Linked DNA regions of Zea mays: region 2 is linked to region 1. Evidence: chromatin contacts called from public Hi-C data. All regions are on one chromosome and are shown on one strand. Each heading gives the region's core, a stretch centred on a gene start, on an enhancer-like site or on the middle of the called end of the contact. The rest is flanking DNA. Distances are from core to core; before and after follow the strand shown. Region 1 holds the start of LOC103632382 (ethylene-responsive transcription factor ERF096). Region 2 holds the start of LOC103632383.

What was found. Hi-C and Micro-C count contacts between places; a contact is called where the count stands out from the background.
Region 2: a contact with region 1 is called in a Hi-C map of ear, with 2.4 times the contacts expected there. The contact joins the promoter of LOC103632383 here to the promoter of LOC103632382 in region 1. A contact is called at or near these places in 4 of 25 Hi-C or Micro-C datasets (bundle sheath, ear, leaf and 1 more).

Annotation. Positions count from the first base shown.
Region 1 is chr7:54,854,757-54,861,946 of Zm-B73-REFERENCE-NAM-5.0, forward strand. It overlaps LOC103632382 (ethylene-responsive transcription factor ERF096), which reads left to right and starts at 3,613. Exons shown (of 1, transcript XM_008654220.3): 1 at 3,613-4,473. The coding sequence starts at 3,820. The coding sequence ends at 4,230.
Region 2 is chr7:55,064,772-55,071,961 of Zm-B73-REFERENCE-NAM-5.0, forward strand. LOC103632383 reads right to left here and starts at 3,915. Exons shown (of 2, transcript XM_008654221.2): 1 at 2,266-3,915; 2 at 1,860-2,023. The coding sequence starts at 3,478. The coding sequence ends at 2,483.

The DNA of each region.
Region 1 (7,190 bases), core at 2,363-4,862:
CCTTTATTAGTAAGTTTTGGGTAGTTTTCTTATTTAAATCAAAACTCTAGAAAACATTACAGGAACCATGAGGTTTACTACTTTTGCTTGATAGTTTATATTTCACAAAGTCTAGCAAAATTGGTTTGACTAAATTTGGATGAGTATTCTTCAAGTTATGTATTTATCAAGTTCTATGCAGTATTTAAAAGAAAAGTAAATTCGAAATGGGAAAAGAAAAATAGATTTGCGCTGAAGTCCCTAGGTTTTCTTCCCCCTTTTCTCTCACAAATCAGCCCTCGATCTACTATTCGCATGAGTCACTGACCTTACGCATAACCCCCTGAACTTATCCTATATCTAACCCGCGATCCTTGGCTAGCTGGAACAGTAACCGGGGCAAAGATCACGGCGGCGAGGCTCACCGGCGGCAGTAGAGCTCCGGTGGGGTGGTTGGTGATGTCGGGGAGGTCATGGAGGTCACGTCGGTGTGCGGGTCGGCGTCGGAGGTGGCTGGAGCTGCTCTGGCCACGAGCGCAGGCGGCGGAGGTCGTCGGTGGCACCTACTCCGGCCAAACCACGGCGGTAGGGTTCAATCAAGGTGCACAAGGAGCTCCTCTGGGTGATGTAGAGGCTATGCGCGCAAGGAATCGAGAAATGGTTCAGTGGGTTACCCGGTCCATGTGCTCCGGCGGGGTTACGAACTCCGGCGAGCATGATCGCACTGTTCCGGTGGGGCTGGTCCTCGGCTCAAGCTTGGGAAAGCTTCACGGCCTCTCGAGGAAGCTATCCGAGGGCTCGGATCGAGCGGAGGTGGGCGGGAGTGGTTTGGCCACGGTGGGCGCCCTCGGACGGCTCTAACAGGTCGCGGGGAGGTCGCCGGAGCTGCGGGCTGGCTCGGGAAAGCTAGGCGCGGTGCGGAGGGGGTGACAGGGAAGGTGGCCGTGCATGAGGGTGGGCTTTATAGCCACTCGCGGGCACGACACGGGTGTGGGCATGGGGGCGGCCGAGGGCGCGCGGGGACGCACGTGCGGGCGTGCTCTGGGCTCGTTCCCGAGTGCCTACCCACGTCGAACACGTGGTGGTTTGGTTCTGCCGATGTTCAAAGGCATGTTTGGTCGCCTTAGCGTGTAGATCTCAGCAAAAATCCCGTGTAATATCTCTTCTCTGTACCATATCCTATCTTTTCCATGTGAGTTCCAAGCAAAGATATGGTCGGGTTTGAGAGATATTGTGGTGTGAAGTTGGCTCTGTCTGAGTTGTCCAGCCCGAGACAAAAACCGTGTCAAGTCGTGTCAAACGACTTAGGGTTGGGTTCAAATTTTTCCAGAGTGTTCTAGGGGTCTTTAGGCGCCATTTTGTTAATTGGGCCCTATGGTTTTGAGGTTTGGAAAAATGTGAACATGTTTGATCTTTGAAAGAGGGCTGGTTTTGAAATTGAGAAAAATCTGATTTTTCTTTTATGCCCTTCTCTTTGGTGACCTTTTTGGGGTTTTTCTAAAGCCTTTTTTGGGTCACTCTCTTACTATTTTTTGTAGGATATTATGTGTACTACAACTTTTATAATTAGGCCAAGTCATGATAATGTGGTTTACATAGCCTTTTTGCTATACTCCCCTCTAGGGCTCTATTTTCCTAAAGGGATTTGAATTAGGGTTTGAGCCATTCTCTCCTCTTTAGGTGTATGATAAGGCCAAAGCATGACTTCTAAGATGGGTTACACCTACTTAGGATCTTGACCCCCAAGTTTGGTGTCTTTTGCTCAAACTAAACCACATGTGATGATGGGTTCAATAGTGTAGGCTTGAGTGAAAACCCTAAGTAACACCTGGGGTGTTACAAACCTCGGGCATCGTCCTGGGTACATATAAAGAGCACCGAGATCTCTTGCCCTATCGAATCAAAGTTCTCGCCACCATTGTCGATCATTCATAGAGAGAGAGAGAGCAGCCGCGGGGCAAAACCCGAAGCATCGATGTATTACTCACTGCGGTGGGTTTGGTTGTTGCTCAGGGTCTCACGGAAGGCGCTCGTGTCTTCGCCAGGCGAAGATGAAGCCGGGGACCCCGTGAACTGCTCGCCGATGAGCTGGGGTGCCGTGGAGCTGCCCCACACCATAGGCATCCGCCTAGGTCAACGTCCAGGGCACATTACCTGGCCCGGTGACTTCAAGTCGTCCCAGGATGGTGTACATGGCCGTCTCGGGCGGAGTGGTGCTCTGGAGCTCCAATAATTGCTCATCGGAGCTGAGCTTTTGCCGCGGAGTCGCGCACTATAGTGAGCGGGTGGATTTTGCACTACAACGCTGGTGAGATCTCCCCCCTCTGTTTCGCTACGACCTAAATTTTGTTTCTGCATGATAGGGATCAAGGTCTGTGCTCGGGGGCGTGTTTCGCGCAGTTGCCGGCGATGGCGCCGTCGCAGAATCGAGCGCGCCGCTCGCGATCGGGGCGGCACAAACGGCTCTGGACGTTGATCCGTGCATGTGCGGCCATGATTAGATCATGGCTTACCCCTTCGACACGTTGAATTCGGACCATTGATCTGGGATCTTGCGGTCCTGATTACGTAACGATTCACGATCTGTTATCGGCCGTTGATCGAAAATTCTGCGGCCCCAGGCGACCCACGTTGTAGTAGCCATGGCCATTTTCTTAAAAAGCCCTCAGGTTTTCCAAAATCAACCCGCCGTCCACCGAGTGTTGTTTATAAATCTAATTCAAAATATAAGCAACGGTTAACGCGTACTTATTTATCTAATGCTTTGGTACAAATATGTGTTCTACCTATTTCTAAATTCTTCACTCCAACAAACTATGTATAAATTTATTCTCAACGAAGATAAAGAACCTAATGTGGGTGTTTGTGCTACAATGGCTTCACCCTCCGCACTGACACTCTGGGCCCGCTCCACACGCCCCGCCTTGTTCTCCCACCTCACGTGCCCACCTCGGCGTCGTGACCTGTGGGCCCCGCTCTCAGCTACTACCCTGTGGATCCTCAGCGCCCGAGCAACAAGCTACTGCGCCTGCCCAACACCCGATCCCGCTCGCGCAACTACCACACCGCGCAAAAAATAGTGCTGAGCAAGCACTCAAACCCGCGCCCCCCTACTACAGATATTTGGGGCTAACCACCGGACCACATGTAACTTAGTGTTTAGAAACAAACAATAATTATATTTGAATAAATATCTCAATACCTATTTGTATATTATATAACAACCATAGCAAAGCACGGGCCATATAATTTCCTAATATTGGTTGCAGTAAAAAAGGTTTGACTGATAATAAAACTTTATATTCTCAAATCGAGAGAGCTGATGCTCGACAGGTATATACAATAATTAGCGTAAAGCATGATTGAGAGAGTGTAGTTCAGTTTAATTGTGGTGATTCTCTTCCCCGGCCTCACCGCCGCACAAAAACCTAATGCAGAAAACATAAATATATACGGTGGAATAGCGGAAAGGATCTTGCAGTCCAGTTTTCCTTTTGGAAGCAAAAGGAAGGAACCAATGCAAGCACGTGCTGGGCCCACGATCAATATCCCTTTCCCATGTACCTTCCGAAGCTGTTTTAATGCCCCTCCGTGCGCGCCTTCCTCTTCCATTCGCACCCCTCCCCTCCGATCCCGCCACCACCACCCTACTACGCATTCCATCACCGATATAATTCACTCCTCTCAACGCTCGCTGCACACACACACCAGTGAACCTAGCCAGCCATTTGCCGCATCGATCATCAGTCGCTGTCACGCGCGCCAAACCAAACCAAAGCCCAAACCCAGCTGCAAGTGCTACTGACAGCAGCTAGCAAACACACACCCGTCGCCATCGCTATGGACGGCGACTGGTCCAAGGACGGCGGAGGTGGAGAGCCGACCAAATATCGCGGCGTGCGGCGGCGGCCCTGGGGCAAGTACGCGGCCGAGATCCGCGACTCGAGCCGCCACGGCGTCCGCATCTGGCTGGGCACCTTCGACACCGCCGAGGAGGCCGCCAGGGCGTACGACCGGAGCGCCTACTCCATGCGCGGCGCCAACGCCGTCCTCAACTTCCCGGAGGACGCGCACGCCTACGCCGCCGCCTGCCGCGGCTCCGGATCCTCCTCATCCTCGTCCAGGCATAGGCAGCAGCAGCAGCAGGGCTCCGGCAGGGACGTGATCGAGCTCGAGTACCTCGACGACGAGGTGCTGCAGGAGATGCTCAGGAACCACGAGCCGTCGTCGTCTGCGAGGAAGAAGATGTAATGCAAGACGACTGGTACACGTGGCGAATGCACGTTGCACATCAGAATGCCATGTATGCGTGGGGGGTTACGTTCAATTGTATGCATGCAGTGCAGTGACTACCGGCCGGCTCTCCTGGATATGTCGGCCATCTCTCTCTATATATTATTAAAATGTCAGCTCCCTTCTCTAATTTGGCGGGAGTTACATCAGTGGTACTATGCAGAGTTGCATACTTGCATATATATGCACATTATTAATTAATAACTCGATCTCTCGTGGACGGTGGACCAGTGATAATCATCTCATTGTCAATTAATTTTGATCAAAGAAATATATAATCCATCACAACGTCTTTTCATTATTTGTAAGTGCTCATTACATATAAATGATTATATGTCTTGCATGCAAGATTGAGCTGCTGGATATTGTCGGTTAAGTTATAATTTCCGGTATGCTCTGTGCGGGACGGAACCGGACCCTGACTCGAGCCGTACAGCCGAACAGATGCAGTGGCCCAAGAACACTCGAGAGCATTGTACCAAGCCGGCTGCGCGCGATCGATCGAAGCTTCCGAGAATTCTCTGCGTGCCTGCGAAGTCCGTGCGTACGTCCTCTCTGCAACCATTCGCATATCGCTATATGTATATACAGTATATAAATAGCAAAAGTAAGTTATTAATTCGCATAGTACTGGTATGTTATTTCTTTATCTTTAAAGCCGAACGGAAACCAGCGCAACTAGCCTATCCACGTCATTCTATATTTTTTAGCCGTCCGATCGGGCACCGATGGTCCGTGAAACCTTTCACCCCTCCGTCTCGCGAAGCTTCGAGACGATAGCCCCGCGCAACCTCTCCAATCCGCGACGCGACGAAGGTTCTCCATCTCACGGCTTACGTCCCGGGCTGCGGCTAGCAGTCGTGGTGGCAGGCTGGCAGCCTGCAATGCCGGCGCCTGTGTCCCACCTTTCCTCCCTCTCCGAGCTTAACGCTTCTCTAGGGCTACTTCGCTGAGGATGACGATGATCCCGGCGCCGGCGCCGGCGCTGGCACCGAGCTGAGTGAGTCTGGTGATTCATCAGCCGAGGAAGCCGGGTCGAACGAAGACGAGGAGTCTGCTCCTCCAAAGCCGCCCCCAAGCTCCGCCGCCGACCAAACCCTAAGGGGGGGAGATGCCGGTGGCAGCGACGGGGGCTCCTTGCTGCCAGGGGCGGACCCACAGGGGGTCCAGGTGGGCCCTGGCACACCCTAAGCCAGGCCCACCGGGGACCCCACCCGGCCACCTGTTCGGTCGTCAAGCGCAGAAGTCCGAAGGCCGTTTCAACTTCTCCAGCTCTCCGATCTTTGCGGCTGTTCGTGTGCCTATTTCTAACTTCCTGGCGCCCTGGCGGCTGCATACCTGGGCACCTGGCGACTGCGATTCTGCGAGAAGAATTCCTGGCGGCTGCGTGGCTGGCTGGCTTCCTGGCGCTGGAGTGGAGTCCTGGCGCGTGCGCGCTGCCAGCTGCCAACGCTGTGCCGCTACGCAGCTGAACGTCCAGCCGCCCAGGCCCAGCTGCTGCCAGTTGCGAGTTGCTATTGTCTGCTGCTGAACGCCCAGGCCTAGACCGCCTGCTACCTGCTCCCTGGCGGCTAGCAAGTTGCTACGGTGCTGCCTCTGCCTGCTGGTGATTGGTAATTGGTACGAGCTACTGCCTGCTAATTTAAGATTTAGGATTTTGTCCTATTGATTGTTGATTTACTACCATTATTTTTGTAGTGACTAAAATATGAAGAAGCAGGGAGATATTGCCTCTCTTTTTCGTAATCATGCTGCAAAAAAACAGAAGTTTATTGCTTCTTCATTATCTCTGGATGTTACTCAAGCGTCGACACCTCAAGAACAAGAGAAAGAAATGATAAACGAAGAAATTGTGAATCCAATGCCATCTGCACCGCCACCGCCAACACTTTATGATATCAGTCGTCTTCCACATGATCCAGGTGAAAGACAACCTATTGCAAGTTACCATGCTAATGATCACGATGCAATTCGAAGGGCATATATTCTTAGAGGTCCATTTCAACCATATGCACATGAATTCCCAAATAGGAAAATTGGAGATAGAGATCGCCATTTTAATTTTGTGTGGTTTCAAAATTTTCCTTGGATTGAATATAGTGTCAAGAAAGATGCTGCATTTTGCTTTATGTGCTACTTATTCAAAAGTAAAGCAAATAAAGGCAAAGGGACTTCTGCATTTACTTCAGATGGTTGGAATAATTGGAATAAAGGGTCTGAAGCACTTCTAAAACATGTGGGTTCTATGTCACATAAGACAGCAGAAGAGAAATATCTTGGCTTTATAAATCCTAATGCAGCAATTGATAACAAAATTGAGAAGTGGAGTGATGATGATCGCAATCTTTATAAGATAAGGTTGACATATTCACTTCGATGTTTGAAGTTTCTTTTGCATCAAGGATTGTCATTCCGTGGACATGATGAAAGTGAAGAGTCTAGCAAACAGAGGAAACTTTATTGAAATCTTGAAATTTCTTGCTGTAAATAGTGAAGAGGTCAACAAGTATGTCCTTAACAACGCTCCAGGTAATTGCACTTTGACTAGCCCAAACATACAAAAGCAGATTATTCAGTGTTGCGCTATAGAAACTAGAAAAAAAATAATTGAAGAGCTTGGGGAAGAGCCATTTGCAATTTTAGCGGATGAGTCTAGTGACATATCACACAAAGAACAACTAGCTCTTTGCTTGCGTTTTGTTGATGCACTGGGAAGGCCATGTGAGCACTTTATTGGAGTTGTTCATGTAGATGATACTAGCTCTTTATCACTTAAGGATGCAATTGAAGCTTTACTTGTTAGTCATGGCTTGACTTTGACACGAATTCGTGGACAAGGTTATGATGGGGCTAGCAACATGAGAGGTGATATTAAAGGTTTGAAAACATTGATCATGCAAGAGTCACCTTCTGCTTAT
Region 2 (7,190 bases), core at 2,665-5,164, 210 kb after region 1:
GCCACCGTAGAAACACCTCGCCGTGGCTAGCTTGTTCCAGGTATATCCATACCCCCTGCTCCCTTGTTTTAGCATCCTTAGGTTCTCTAGATGCTCCTTGACCAGTTTGATTGAGTTAAGCTATCATAGATCACCGGGAACGCATTTACTCATCCGATTGTCCGTGCTGTCTCCGTGGATCGGTTGATTCAAAGCTCCGTTGGTGAAATTGATTGAGGGGAAATGGTCACGAGGGGTCCAATCTGGTGTCTGCCACACGAGAGCACCAACCGTTGCGGGATCCGGCCAGTGTGGGCTCACCGGAGCTCAGTTCTCCGCCAAGCCGCGTCGTGGACTTCGAGTTGCGAAGAAATAAATGCGGGGGGGGGGGTGTTCCTGCAAATGTCAGTGGGACATAAGAATAGTGCCATGACCCTTTTCCAGTTATTCAAATCGAGAAGGGCATTTTTGCAAAACCAGCAGCGTGGGCGCGCGCGGGCGCACTTCTGCCTTGTGGCAGAACCTCCCAAGTTATTGGGCCCACATGCACCTGCCCTTTTCTCAAAGACCTCAAACGGCTATGCATGTGCACCAGATAACTTAATAGGATCTGTCCGAGTGCCCCCAAAGGACCTCGGATAAACCACTTACAACCAGGACCGCAGGATTAAGTAAACACAAATCACACACGAACAATTTGCAGCGGAAATCTTATTACCAAATTTTACAAGTTGCATCAAGTTTACATTGAACATGATCGGAGTGATTACAAAAGTGATTCAAAGAAATAACTTTGAACTGTTATAAATTATTTATAATTTTGAAATATATGCTAGCTTAAGTGACCATCCTCATACAGAAGATAAAGACGTGATATACTTATATAAGAAGGCCGAGCCCACCGGCACTTAGCACCATCCACAACAGAACAAAACTATAACCTAAAAAACAACAGGGAATAAAACCCTGAGTATGGAATTACTCGGCAAGACTTACCCGACTAAAGAAAAGACTCTCAAGGGTATGCTGACTTGTCGGGAATCAAGGTAAGGCTTATCAAATTTCAAAGACTCATTTTGCGGAAGAGCTTACTAGTAGTGAATCCTTATGCCAAAATTTTACTTCACAAGTTAAGTACTTTTCCTGAATCTAGATTTGCTTGATCTAAAGCATTCACTAGTCCTGGTCTAGCTTTCTTTTCCCCAAATTCTTATTTCACTTATAAACTACGATGAGTGGTCAGTGAGTTGAGTCTCCATGACCGAGGAGCAACGACGATTCGAACCGATTATACCCAGCTGGGGATCCCTAACCACACGACATATGTAGCACTTAACCCTTGCATATGCCAACCGTTCCCACAGATCCTCCACAACGTGAACTGGTCCGCGCTACCCGGGAGCACAGTACTCCTCCGTCCATCCTCTAGCCAGGAGGGTACACACTACTCCCACCATCTCCCACGCCTAGTGCGCGGTTGTCTTTTCACGTATGGAATAGCCGGGTTCAGGCTTACCGGAGCATGTGGCTAGTTGCAAAGTCTCACCTCATCAGGCCTACATCGAACGGTCCTTAATCGACACAGACGGGCAAACTTCACCGCTCAACGTCTGGTCTCCATAACATATTATTTTCTAAAACTTGATACCTGAGAGAGGTACCCTACTTGAATGATGAAATCATCGCGGCCACAATGGCTTCATCATCACAAGTCATTTTATTTCACAAACTCCCATATCCCGTGTTACACATCATCTTTTAAAAACAATCCTAAATTAATAAGCAGGGCTAAGCATCACTAAATTTTCATAAAACGGGTATTAGGGTTTGGCACACAACTCCTATCACCTAATGCATCAAACAAGGTGACAAAAGATTTTAAAACAACAAGGAGGTGGCGAATGCACCGGGGCTTGCCTGGAAGAAACACTAGGTTAGTGTTTGTTAGACGACGCCCGCTTGACGACCATCTTTTGTACTGATACTCATTTCGTCTGTCCATCTTCAGGTTCGACCATCAACATCATCTTGCGGAGTAGTCCCCCTGTTACGTCATCTTAGGGTCAATTTGGCTTTGGTTCTCCGCATCACGTGGTTAATAAACATACCTAAATGATTTGCATAATGCATATGAATGCATATAAATAGGAATATCACAAACCAAAATAATGCTACGCGATAGCGACTTAAACACCTAGCGGCGAGACGTTGTACAAGTTCATATGGAAATACTAGTTATCGATATACAACTACGCCCAATAATCACAAAATAATAAATTGGCTCACCATGATCGAATCGATTTGATAACCGTGAGGGCGACGACGGTTCTCAGTTTAGACATCCGGTCGAGCTCTTGGCAAATGTTGCATCACATGGGATTTGTTGCTTTATTCAAACTCTCAGGATTTTTCCATGATGCAAAGGATGTCGACGAGTTGGAGACTTGTAAGGTCGAGCACGAAAAAGAGCGAGACCCTGCGTTGCGTCAACGGCAGCGCGACTCTAGCGAGACCCTGTGTCCTCACGGGTCGACAGCATGGACGAGCGGACACGACACGGAGGTGCGAGTCCGCCAAGGACGCGAACTTGAAGGGCGGCGCTTAGAATGAAACCTTGCTGAGCGAAGAACGACGACCTGCAAGGCGAAGCCTGACGACGAGGTCGACCAGGGGATAGAGAGCGCGAGCGCACGCAACAGCGATGATAGTCGAATTGGTAATAGAACGTTGGTGAATTTGGCCGACGCGACCATGAACGCGTGCTGGCGTGGACAAGACAATAGTGGCTAACGAGCTTGCGACGGCGCCACAGATCGGAGGCAGAGAAGATGGCCAGGACGGAGCACAGATCGGCGCGACGGAAACGAAAACCAGGCGCAGGGACGCGCACCATTTCTCTGGGCGCGACGGTGGCCTGGGCAGAACCATCCACGGCCAGAAGGCATGCATAGCCACCATGGCCGGCCAAGCGAGCAGAAAACCACGGCGCCGGAGGAGCAAGGCGAGCAGGGAGATCCAGGCTGGGAAAAAATGGAGGCTGGGCGGGCTCTACAGGGGCAAACACGCCGAACAGAGGGCAAAGCTGAGATGGGGCATACAGCCATGGGAGGTCAGGGGCGAGTGTAGGGAGCTTCGACGGTTGGGAGCGCAGGGGAAAGAACCAGGGACACAAGGAGGATGGAGGAGCACGCGTGGGAGGAGCCGTTCGGCTGGACGCGGTTCGAACAGCCGAACGCCTGGGAGGGAGAAGATCCAGGCGCGCGCAGGGAAGCTCTGGGCTGGCTAGCGCGCGTGAGACAGGAACGAAGGGCGCGCGGCACGCAGGAGAACTGAGCAGGGAGGAGCACACGCAGAGGGCGGGGCCGAGCTGGAGGGAGATCTGGCCAGGCACGGCCGGCGCTGGGAACTTGAGGAGCATGCAGGGAATTTCATGGCGGGGACCAAGGGCGCGGTTGTGGGAAGAAGAAGTGCTCGGCTGGGAGAAACGCCGGGGCGCCATGGGAGCACGGAGGAGATTCGACGAGCAGACTGAGCGAGCACCAGGAAGTTCCGAGCTATGGCAACGGACAGAGGGAGCGCTGGGCGCGCGGCTCAATCCGAGCTAGGCGAGCAGGGAACTAGAGACGCGCTTTGGGAGTAGGGCGAGCTCATAGCAGAGGAACTTGACGGCCAGGGAGCAGACGCGCGCGCAGGGAAGAACGGCTGGGCGCGGTGAGCTCTAGGGAGCAGTGCGCGCAGCAGGGAAGAAGAAAACCGTGCTGGAGCAGAGACCGAGCTCCTGCAGCACGTAGGAAATGGAGAATTGGAGATAGGCGCTCTGTATAGCAGAAGAAGCAACAGAGGAGGCACGACGGCTATGGAGCTTGGGCTAGTGGCTGTTGCAAAGATGAGGAAGACGGCTGCTGCATTCTAGGATAAGAAGCAGGAGGTAAGCGGGGGTGGGGAAAAATCTTCCACGGATGAAGATTACGGAGGGAGAGAGAGCGGTGAATAGTGGGAGAAAGAAAAATCTCCAGCCAAGGGCGGCCGTAGGAGATAGGTACGTGAGATTTTTTTTATTTTTTTTTCTCATTCAAACTCCCATATTTGCAAAAACAAAAAGTTGATATTTTGATACTATCAGATCCGGGTCTCAAAGATATAATCAGAGATCGAACAAAAAAAATGAGACTGACAACAATAATTGTACAGGGTTATGATTTAGTGAATACTTCGGAGTCAGATGAATTTGCACCCGATATTTATATCCGAAGTTTTGGATCGGAGCGAGAAATGATAGACCAAAATAAACTAGTTTTGGCATCGATAATTTGCTCTGTGATTTGACTAAAATTAGCCGGAACCATATCTGCGAATGTATACGCGATTTCGTCGCCAACACAACGTGCTGAAGGATAAATTGGATCGTGTAACACCCTGAATTTAAAGGTATAAAATTTATTTTCTAATATTCACCAAATTCAGGTGTTAGCCTCTCTTTTCCTTGCTTTTATTTTCTTTTTTCTAAATAGAAGAGTTATTTTTTATATATATGTGTAAGCCTAGTAAAATAAAATCTTAGAGGGACTTTGATTGTTGCATTCATGCTGATGCATAGTATTTATGAGTGCAAAATATTATCACAACAGATTAAAATATCTCGAGGATGTTCCTAAGAGTTTTTGGAATCTTCGGAACGTTTCTTCGAGTATTAAATATGAATTTTAGTTTTTCTAATATTAATTAAACTGTCGAAAATTTAGTATTTGCGAAAACTATAAAATTTTGGATACTCGATAACATATGTATATATATTTTCCTCTCGTCGAGCCTGTTCTAGATCTCGTGCCCTTTTTCGTGAGATCACTGAACCGCTTCTCGCGAACGGCATGCTGTTCGCGTCGGCTATCCTCGTCTAACCCCGTCTACCTCTGATCGCGTGCATTCGTTGTTGTTGCAATGGCCATTTGTTTCACACATGTGTGCGACACGAACGCAGTCGCAACCAACTCGTTTCACGTTGCCTCGTCGCGCAATGGTCTCCGCAACTGTCTGACCCCATCCATCCTCTCTATATAGGCGTAGATTTTTTCCCGTCGCCAAAACCCCTTCCCCTAGCCCACTCCGCACGCTCACCTCCCCGGCCCAGCACCGCACCCCTGTGCCAGTGGCCCACCGAGCGCGCACGCAGCCCAGCAGCCGCGCTGCACTGCACGCAGGTGCGCATCCACCGTGAAATCCCCACAGCTCCGCACACCGTATCTGCGCCGCAGCTTCTGTCGCTCACGCCCGCGCGGAGCTCCCTTCCTCAACCGCCTATTCCCCCACGCCGCCCTCAAAATCGGGAGGATCCATAGCACGCCGTAGTTCCTCTCAAACAGGCCCGATGCCCTCCTCCCCACTCCTCCCTCTCGCCCAACCGGAGTTCGCAACGTCGTTCATGCTGGACCTGCCCCTTCGCTCGTTCATGGTGAGCTCGCCCCTTCCTCTCTCAATCCCTCTCCTCGCCTCTTGCCGTACTCGACATGGCGCTAACTCGACGTACCCGGAGCCCGGCCGAACCAGCCGAACCCAGCCCCTCCCCAGGCGAAGCCCGGCGCCCCGGCACGGTGGCCAGCGGCGTGGCCGGCTAGCCGCCCCTACTCCCTGGCGCGCGCACCTCGTCCTCGCTTGTGCCCAAGGCGTGCTCCCCAGCCACCCTCTCTCCTCTACTGTGCTGCTGTAGGCACAACCAACTCCATGGTTGCTGTTGTTACTCCAAGCCTGAAGCCCCACCCGACGAGGCCCCTGCCCACGACGAGCTAGCCCCTGCATGCGGCCCCCAGGGCAGCTGTCGTCGCCGTCAGCCCTATCCTCCGTTGAGCTACCACAGACAAGCCCGCCCCGCCGTGTGTGCCCCCTACGTGATCCGGTTTTTGTGTTGCTGCAATTCATGCACGGAGCCAAGGAGAGAGGAGAAACCGTTCGTGCGTGATATTGAAGAAGAAACCGTAGTGGCCCCACCTGCAGTTTTTTTATTATTACTTTTTATTTCCTTTCCCCACGATGAAGTATGCACGTAGTTGAATGGCTCACCACTCACGTAGAAAAAGATTTGTGCAGGATTGGTTGCGGCCACGATTTTGTGGTACTCCTTGTGGTTTCGGCTCAGCCAACTAAAATACGCTACCTCTTCTTAAATACGCGAACTAGTAAATATTCAATATATATTTTACGTCATAGATCCATTTTGTCTCGTTCCGGTTGTGTTAGATTTGTAACGACATGTTAATAATATTGTTTCATCGTTTCACATATTTTAGCTAATTTATTTTTAGTATAAAAACAACATTTAGTTAGTGATTCTCGCATGCTCGCATTCTGCTTCGCGCATCACGCGTCGCTCACGTATGTCGCGCGTTGTCCGCGCCTACCCGCCTGTACTGTTCGCGTACGCTGTCACCGCCCATTCCACGCGTGTCACGTGTTGTGCTCTATTCTACGAGTATCGTGAGTTCGATCTGTACGATGTTCGCGCGTGCTGTTCACGTGTCGTCGTTCGTGCGAGTCGCGATTCGCGCGCTTTAATAAAATTGTTTATTCGTCACGAATTGGTAACTATTCAATATATAATGCGCCATAAACCTGTTTCTATTTGTTTCAGTCGTGTCAGCTTTGTAGCAACACCGATTTCATATTAGTAACGTACTTTATCATGTCACAAGTTTTAATTATTTAATTAGTTGTTCATTCGACACTTATTAAATAAAATGACCTTCTAATTAAAATTAGTTTATATTTTTAACTCGCACTTTTATAAATATAAATGTTAACTCGATGAATATCAACTTAAATGCTTCTCAGTTAATACTTGTTTAGTATAATCGTGTTATCTGTTAGCGATTATCAAGCGTCGTCGCATTGTCTGCGCGTTGTAAGCGCGTGATGTGCTGGTGGTCGCGTGTCGCGGTGCTGTTTGCGCGTGTCGCACACCGTCGTTTGCGTGCGTCGCATGTGCCATTTACCGGTGTCGCTTGCCTTGCCATGCGTCGGCGCGCATCACGCGTGTCGATCACGTGGGTCGCGCGACATCTACGCTTGATAATAAATTGTTTTCGCCTATAAACACTCATGTTAATAATGGTAATTCATCAGGTCACATATTTTAGATAATTAACTTAGGCTTTGCTCGACTAATGTCTATTAGATTTATTTTCCAATTAGATTAAATGTGTAGCGTTCAACTTGTGATT